3 separate regions of the Hordeum vulgare genome follow, and regions 2 and 3 are each linked to region 1. The links are chromatin contacts, called in public Hi-C maps. All regions are on one chromosome and are shown on one strand. The core of a region is the stretch at or near the end of the contact, and the rest is flanking DNA. Distances in the headings are between cores, read along the strand shown.

What was found. Hi-C and Micro-C count contacts between places; a contact is called where the count stands out from the background.
Region 2: a contact with region 1 is called in a Hi-C map of seedling, with 3 times the contacts expected there. The contact joins the promoter of LOC123407851 here to the promoter of LOC123407243 in region 1. A contact is called at or near these places in 3 of 6 Hi-C or Micro-C datasets (leaf and seedling) and 1 of 1 datasets of contacts at active chromatin or transcription factors (embryo).
Region 3: a Hi-C map of seedling shows a contact between it and region 1, with 4 times the contacts expected there. The contact joins the promoter of LOC123409407 here to the promoter of LOC123407243 in region 1. A contact is called at or near these places in 5 of 6 Hi-C or Micro-C datasets (leaf and seedling) and 1 of 1 datasets of contacts at active chromatin or transcription factors (embryo).

The regions. Positions count from the first base shown.
Region 1 is chr7H:537,860,556-537,863,396 of MorexV3_pseudomolecules_assembly, reverse strand. It overlaps LOC123407243, which reads left to right and starts at 1,442. Exons shown (of 1, transcript XM_045100332.1): 1 at 1,442-2,377. The coding sequence starts at 1,658. The coding sequence ends at 2,206. LOC123407242 (ras-related protein RABA3-like) reads left to right here and starts at 2,735. Exons shown (of 1, transcript XM_045100331.1): 1 at 2,735-2,841.
Region 2 is chr7H:538,096,522-538,099,362 of MorexV3_pseudomolecules_assembly, reverse strand. LOC123407851 (probable serine/threonine-protein kinase PBL19) reads left to right here and starts at 1,477. Exons shown (of 1, transcript XM_045101080.1): 1 at 1,477-2,575. The coding sequence starts at 1,907. The coding sequence ends at 2,242. It also overlaps the pseudogene LOC123407852.
Region 3 is chr7H:538,009,171-538,012,011 of MorexV3_pseudomolecules_assembly, reverse strand. LOC123409407 (FCS-Like Zinc finger 6-like) reads right to left here and starts at 1,460. Exons shown (of 2, transcript XM_045102319.1): 1 at 1,015-1,460; 2 at 341-916. The coding sequence starts at 1,445. The coding sequence ends at 700.

The DNA.
Region 1 (2,841 bases), core at 193-2,692:
CCATCTTGACTCAATATTAGCTCGCTCGATTTTAGCCCGATAGATCGACATAATATCATCGTTTTTAATGATCATGCCATATATTAAATGAAAATAAGATAATTTATTATTATATATATATATGTTGTTCATGATTTTCTTCATTTCTTTTACTAGCAAACATGGAAGCTTAATTAAACGCAGAGAAAAATTAGGCCTTATTATGGTTTTTGATCAATAGATTGTTTTCCTAACTATTATATATGTTTGTCGTGGATCATTATCTTATTTTGATATTAAATTTTCGGTTATGAGGAAATAAGTGAAACCACTTTGAAAATTTGTATATTATTATCATCTTGATTAACGCTAGGGAGCGGCGCCGCACCTACGTCTTGCCGTGCGGCGGCTCACTTAATCACATTTCAATGCAAAAAATTAACCTCCTGTTAATCACCCATTACATATTTCTCTCATGCATGCATGCGTGCAATGATATCATTATGTATAATGAAAACTGCTACATGCATGCAATGATGTCATCAAGATTCTTTTTGATTTTGAATTTTAAAAAGTTGTATCTACAAAACCGTTAATTCAATCGATGATCCGCTTTCACCATTGACTTTCTCTCGACGAGTTCTTCGAAACTAGATCCCATGTCGACATGTTCCGTCAACTATTTTTTTTCATCCATACTTGCCATATTTTTTGACCCCACTTGCCATATTATTAACCACTTACTTGCCTGAAAAAATAACTTAATTAACACTCTTAATATTTTTTTGTATAAAACCATGTAACAGTTTTCATTATACATGATATAAAAGCATTGTCATAGGTTGTGTTTGTCAATTTAAATATGCAAACTTGTCATATTTACATACAACTTTGTCAAAAAAACTATTTTATGTGTTTGTTAGTTTAACTATGTCGAGTTATCATATTTATAAACGATGATCAAAAAAGATTTTTTGTGGTCACCGGTTTTAAATATGTTGAGTTGTCATATTTTTGCGCGTAATCGTCAAAAAAAAATTGTTTGTGCTTGCCATTTTGATTATGTCTAGATGTCATATTTATACGCAGTTTTCAAAAAATTTGGCGATTAAGTTATTTTTTATCAGACAAGTAAGTACTTACTAATATGATAAATAAGCACAACAAATGTGATAAGTACGGGCAAAAAAAAAAATTATCAAAACATGTCGACATGGGATCTAGTTTTGAAGCTTTTATCGGAACAAAGTCAACGACGAAAACGAATCATTGGTCGAATTAACGGTTTAAGAAATAAAAGTTTTTAAATTCAATCATTTAAAAAGAATCCCATGACATCATTGCATGCATGCATGTATGAGAAAAAAGGATGCAAACCGCTCCATCATGCGGCTTTTCTAAATAGAATTTCCCAAGAAAGTAAAATCAACGGTGTCTCTTCCCGCTCTGGACCACGCCGGCCACTTGCTGCTGCGTGGCCGTGGCCACGTCGCCGGGCGCGCCCGGTTCACTGTCCGGCCGCCGTGCGCGTGCGTGTCCACGTCGCCCACCCAAACGCCCAAACCCAACCCAATCCGAGGACCAACGCACGCGCGCGCGGCGCAGATCAGCCAGCGTGAGCACAAGCCACCGGCGCCACTCGTTCACGTTCAGCCGTTCCGTCTCCACACCGGGCGCCATGGACGCGGCCGTGTCCCTGCACCACCACGGGGCGCTGCCCTCCGCCGCCGCCGCCTCCCTCCCGCCCCACCACCGCGCGCTCCACCTCAGGCACCCGCCCCCGGCCTCCTCCATCTCCGCGCGCCTGACCGTTCCCGCGCCGCCCCGCCGCTCCTCCTCGTCGTCAGCGTCGGCCTCCGCCGCTCCGCCGGCGCACCCGGCGCGTGCCGGCACGAGAATCACCACCACCAGCAGCCGCGCCGCCACGGGCTACGCGGCCGCGCTAGCCGACGCGTCCCTCCGCGCGGGCACGCTGCCGGGGGCCGCCCGCCACGCGCGCGCCCTGCTCCGGCGCCTGAGGGAGCCGCCCCGCGGGCAGCGCCTGGAGGAGCCTGACGCGCGGGTGGGCGCGCTGGTGCGGCTGCTCGTCGGCAAGGGCAAGGCCGCCATGGTCGCGGACGTCATGGCCGAGTTCGCCGCCCTCTGCGACCACCTGCTCGCCCCGCCGCCGCCGTCCTCGACCTCGACCAGGAGCAAGCGCGCCCACGGCCCCGCCCACTACGACTAGCGCTTGACGCGCGTACGTGCCATGCTATCTTTTCGGTTCGTACTACTTCAGAGGATTGTTGGCTGGTGCATGCACATGCACGTACGTACCGCCGGTGTCCATCTGCTTGCTATAGTATTGTGATTGTGTAATTGATGACTGTGAGCACTTTCCATGCGCGTACGCGTCACAGATCTTCTGTCCAACTGCTTGCCACCATGATAATATTGTAGTCGATCGAACGCAGATGTTTCTAGTCATGTAGATAAGGCCAGTCAACCGCTCCGAACTAAAACAATTCGTGATTGAGAGGTGCCCCTGCCCGCTGAACATTATGCAATGCATAGTGCCAGCCCTGTCATGCCCCCAATATAATACTTGTACTGTCTGCCTGAGCTGTCGCGTACGTAGAAGAGACCGATTAATAACTGAAAAGCTTCAACTAAGAGTTGAGACTTGGACGCAATAATCGACCAGGCAGCTGCTACGCACTGTTGCTTCCTGCCTTGTTGTAAAGAAGGGTTGGCATCATGGCATGGCATGGCATGCAGTTGAATTAAGAGATTCATCACAGCATGCATGCAATATAATGGAAGACGAAATCCATCCGTCTCCATCGACCGATGGGTCGCTCGGGCCGACCAATCAACGTGAAG
Region 2 (2,841 bases), core at 228-2,727, 240 kb before region 1:
TGACTTCACTGTCTGGACCTCTTCCAACTACAGAATTTCTTTCAAAACAAAAGTGAAGGAAATATGAGAAACATATGATTAATCCTATGTACTCCTTCCGTCTCAAAATTTAGAGTGAATTCCATTTTTTACTTTTTGACACTAATTACCTCATTCAACGGAATTTCATCCATCATACCCCATTTAATAGAAGTGTTTCTACAGTTTACCCCTTTTAAATTTTCTAGAGCATTTTGACAGGTGAGTCACAATTATTAGGTCCAACTGACATGCCATGTCGGCAGGTTTTTCCTAGGATTTTTTTTTTTACAGTCTTTACCGCTTCGCGCAGCTGACTGAACCGGGCCGATGACAAGAAGACCCAAACGCAGATCCTTGAACGTTTTACGGCCGCTTGATTCATGTGTCATTTCATTATGTGCTGAGAACTCATGTGTCATGGTAAACTCATATGCACAGTTTGAATTGATAATGTTTACCATGTTTGTGTAGGGGGTCAGGAAATGCAATGTGGACAAAACGCATGTGTTTTGGCAAAATATTCTTCCTATTTATGCACCAAATCATGCTTTCAAAATTGATTATTTTAGATGGTAGCTTATATCATAGTTATGCACATTGTTTTGTCAAAACTGATTATAGTTATGCTATACATTGCTGTCAATTTACATGCAGAAAAAAATACTGTGGCAACGTGGACCTGGCAATCAAGACCATGTATCAGGATGCTCACAAAAAGTATAGAAAGGTAAACTATGACAACTGTTTTGTTAAATGGGGTATGACGGATGAAATTCTTTTAAATGGGGTAATTAATGTAAAAAACGTCAAACTTGAGGATAAGATGCGAAATTCATTTCAAAAAATTTAAGACATCTTATACTTTGGGACGGAGGGAGTAAGTATATGGCGCCAACGTTTTTGATGGCTCAATGGACTCCACATTCATTTTCGAGAAAGAAGTAAAATCTACGAACCAAAGATGCGTTCATCTAAGTGAAACTCGTACCATGTAAATATGCAAGTGGGAATTCCTCATTTGACACCAGAGTGAAACACGTTTCCTATTTGATCGTAAACAGCAGTAGGCAGCCGCTGAATAAGACCCTGTTTGAAACCATAATAGATTATGATAATCCAGATTATGAACATAGATTATATAATCTGGTTTATAAAAATAATCCAGGTGGGCATGTTTGAGGGTCAGATTATATAAACTGTAAACCAGCTTTTAAATTGTACAATGACATGTTTGCCCTCTGTTTACACGAAAAAATAGGAAAGTGGCGATGACACTGCGTAATTCTCTTGAAGTTTACAAGAGTAACACATCATTTGTAATCCATAATCTTATTTTAGCTGGGGTAGAGCAGATTATGAGATTATAATAATCTGGTCATCTAGTTTATAAAATCTACAATATAAACCGTCCTGTTTGCAAATACAATAGATTATAAAAACCAGATTATATAATCTGGGTGGTTTGAAACAAGGCCTAAAAGCCGTGTGCGTGTCTGACGTGGCGGTGTGGGCATACATCTTGGCGTCCGCGGCGCAACCGCACACCAACGCTGGCAAGGCGTCACCACGAGGGCGGCCGGGTCTGTTGACCGTCGACGTAGTACGTACAGTATCTCCTCCCCATTCCCCGCATGATCCATGGCCATTTTTATATCCGTCGATGCGTCCGTCCGTCGGGGTGCCGCGCGTTCCCACGCACCCGCTCGTCTCTGTCAAAGGCTAAACCCGCTTCCTCTTGATTCAGCCCACCGTGCCGGAATTCTGTTTCGGCTTTCCTCATTCCCTTCTGAACCCCTTCTTCTTGGACTGCTGCTTCGTCTGTCTCACTCCCATGAACAGCAAGCTCCTCCTGTCCTGACTCCTGAGAACCCTGCGGATTAGAACGATGGGATGCTTCGCGTTCAAGGGCGGCAAGAGCAAGCCGGCGGCGGAGCCCAAGCCGGACGGGCCGAAGCGGAGCAGGGCGTCGTCCTCGTCGGCGTCGACGCCGACGAGGAGCATCCAGGAGCTCTCGGAGGAGCGGGGCGCGGCGCGGCTGCGCGTGTTCGGGCTGGAGGAGCTCGGCAGCGCCACCAACGGCTTCAGCCGCGCGCTCAAGGTCGGCGAGGGCGGCTTCGGCTCCGTCTACCGCGCCTTCTTCCGCTCCGCCGCCGGCGGCCGCGTCGTCCTCGCCGTCAAGCGCCTCAACCAGCGCAGCCTGCAGGTCAGAAACCTGGAATAATCCTTGCAGCGAGATCGATCGCCACAAATCCTGAGTGCTCCATGAGGAACCCGGAATCTTGACGTTGCAATAAACATATCCGCCCGGTACAAGCACGGCCACTCGTGTCGCCTTCAATGAGAATTCGCAGAGCTCAACCACCACGTGAACTTCGGTTCAGGCTCCACACTCATCGATCGGGACAGCATCACGCTACCCGTATTAAATCAACAATCTTTTATGGTGATTTCTGATGGTGATTTCATTTTCAGGGGCACAAGCAGTGGCTCGCCGAGGTGCAGTTCCTGGGCGTGCTGGAGCACCCGAACCTGGTGAAGCTCGTCGGCTACTGCGCGGTGGACTCGGAGGCGGGGAAGCACAGGCTGCTGGTGTACGAGTTCATGCCCAACAAGACCCTGGACGACCACCTCTTCAGCCGCGCCCACCCGCCGCTCCCCTGGAGGACGAGGCTGCAGATCATGGCCGGCGCCGCGCGCGGCCTCGACTACCTCCACCGAGGCCTCCCGGAAGTCCAGGTTAATAGAGCGCCGGCAGAGTTCTTGAATGATTCCGAGCCGGTCGCTCCGGCCGGCGAGGCTGATCCGGCGGTGTTTTAGTGT
Region 3 (2,841 bases), core at 211-2,710, 150 kb before region 1:
AAAAAAAGTTCCAATGAAATCTTTTGTACTGTATTTTATAGAAAATCTAACATCCACTCCAACCTTTATTTACAAGTCTTTTTATTTTTTCTGTGGCATCGCACACTCTTTATGCTAATCATATCGGATTTAGGTGGGCATGCCGCTCCAATCTTACACCTTTTCTATTCCTATGTTTCCCAAAAATACTGCTAATCAAAAAGGCCTCGAAGTTTTCTAAGAAGATGTAGAAACACATTGGTGTCAATTACTATGGTTATGGACCTGTAAGATTCTTCTTGTAACACAAGCTCACAAAACGATGCGTTTAGTCTTAATGCAGAAGCTTAGTTTACACAAGTTGAAGCAGGGTAATATCAATATCATGCATTGAGAAGAAAAACACATGCTCAGATAAACCCAGCTGGATCGATGATCCATCCTATATTAGCATCGCATGTACTCCTAGATTTGATGATCCACTTAGAGCATGCGCGGGAAGCAATAATAACACACGCAGGAAAACATTCTTGAGATCCATGTCTTAATAGCTATACATCTCTCCCCTCCTTGCTTGTTTGCTAGCATTCGATCGGTCGAACCGCCGTTATGATCAGTCCGTTTCTTAGCCACCTAGCGATCTAGCCATGGAATATAGTACTAGATCCATGGTGCATACGTAGCCGGCAGCTGCTCACGCGCGCCGACGAGCATGTGTGGCTAGCTGGCGGCCACGGGTGTGCGCGCCACCGCGCCGAGGTTGGCGACGGTGGGCCGGCGGTGCGCCATGGACGCCGCCGTCGCCTCGCGGCGCGCGGTGCTGGCGGCCTGCTCGGCCGTGACCTGCTTGTGGCGCCGGCGCGCCACCGCGTGGAGCGCCTCGTCCATGGCCATCTGCTCCTGCCTGCACTCCTCGCCGCAGAACGCCTCGTCGCCCCTGCACAAACCAACCAACGCCGGCATCAGCACCAAGAATTAACCACCGTGGGATCAAAAGAGAACCAGCTGCAGCCGTGGAAGTAGTTTTGCTCGTACTTGTACATGAAGATGTCGCGGTCGCGGGAGATGCTCGCCTTGCAGAGGAAGCAGGAGTCGAGGAAGTGGTGGCGGCGGGCCAGACCGCCCGGCCTCACCCGGAAGAACCTCGACGCCACCTTGACGTACCGCTCCTCGTCCCCCTTCACGGCCGCCGCGGCCAGCAGCGACGACGACGACGACGACGACGACGACGAGAGCGACGCCGGCGCCGCGGTGGAGGCGGCCTCTTCACCCATGCGTATGCTCGCGCACGCGTGGCACGGCCGCCGTTGCTCTTGCTCCTGGGAGGTGGAGAGTGCGTGCGTGCGCGCTCGGGTGGTGTGCCTCGGCACGCTTGCTTGGGCGGAAGGAGGTGACCGGGGCAGGCCGGGGTTATATACGACGGAGGCCAGGGAAGCCAGCCCGCTTTTGTTTTTGTCTGTTTGCATGCGCAGTTGGTTGTGCTTGGTGACGAAACCATGGGTGGTAGGAGAGGAGTGTGAGGGAACCCGTTGGCTGAAGTCGATGGCTGGATCGAATCAAAAATCAATCATGCAGCTGTGGAGAGGGGCCAGACGTCTGACAAGCACACAAAATAAATAATCATGGAACACTCAGTCCGTCAGTTAACAAACGTTTTATCTGACCTGCAGGCAGGCTGCAGCGATCGAAAATTCAAAAATAAGTACGTCGTTAACCAGGTTTTGGCTCCCGGCGCACGTGCATTGTTAGAGATCCCTGAATTCTTCCGGTGGAAGGTTGGAATCTTTCCAGGTGGTGGCCTGGTGGTGCGATCTTCTGGCGTGGCGTATGAAATCTAGCTCTCCGGGGGCGGTGCGGTGGACGCCTAGATCTCGTGTGAGCTTTGGCGCTGAGCTGCCACTTTTGTTTACTTTTCCTTTTCTTTTGTTAATAAAACGACAGGAGCACTGCCTTTTCATATTAGACAAAAAAGTATGACATGTGTAGAGGTAGCCCAATAAGACAAGAACGTGTATCAATCCATGTATAGGTTACCCTCACGAATCCGTAAATTGAGTATCAAAACATATATCAAGTGAAATAATAGAAAAATCCATTGTCATCACCGTTATCCACATGCAAGACATACATCAAGTGATCTCAAATTCAATATTTAATCCAGCGTAACAAAATTTTAAAGAGAAAGATTCAATTCATTACATCAAGATAGCAAGGGACAAACACCATATGATCCAACTATATTAACAAAGCTCGTGATACATCAAGATCACCAAGAACGAGAGAGAGAGAGAGAGAGAGAGAGAGAGAGAGAGAGAGAGAGAGAGAGAGAGAGAGGAGAGAGAGAGGGAGGGAGGGAGGGAGGGAGGGAGGGAGGGAGGGGAGAGAGGGGGAGGGGGAGGGAGAGGGAGAGCGGAGAGGGAGAGAGAGAGGGAGGGAGAGGGAGAGGGAGGGAGAGAGAGAGGAGGGAGAGGGAGAGGGAGAGGGAGAGAGAGGGGGAGGAGAGGGAGAGAGAGGGGGAGGGAGAGGGAGAGCGGGAGAGGGAGAGAGAGATCAAACACATAGCTACTCGTACATACCCTCACCGTGAGGGTGAAATACTCCCTCCTTATCATGGACATCGTCGGGGTGATGAAGATGGCCTCCGGTGATGATTTTCCTCTTTGACAAATTGCCAGAATAGGGCTTCAGATGAGTTTTTTCGGTAGAGAGGCTTGTGTTTTTCTCAATATATATGATTTTTCAGCGTTGGAATCACGTCAAACGTACCAATGAGGTGGTCCCAAGCTATTAGGGCGCGTAAGGGGGTGGGCACGCCCTATTGGCTTGGCACCAACAGGTGGCCCCCCTCCGATGGTTGTTCGC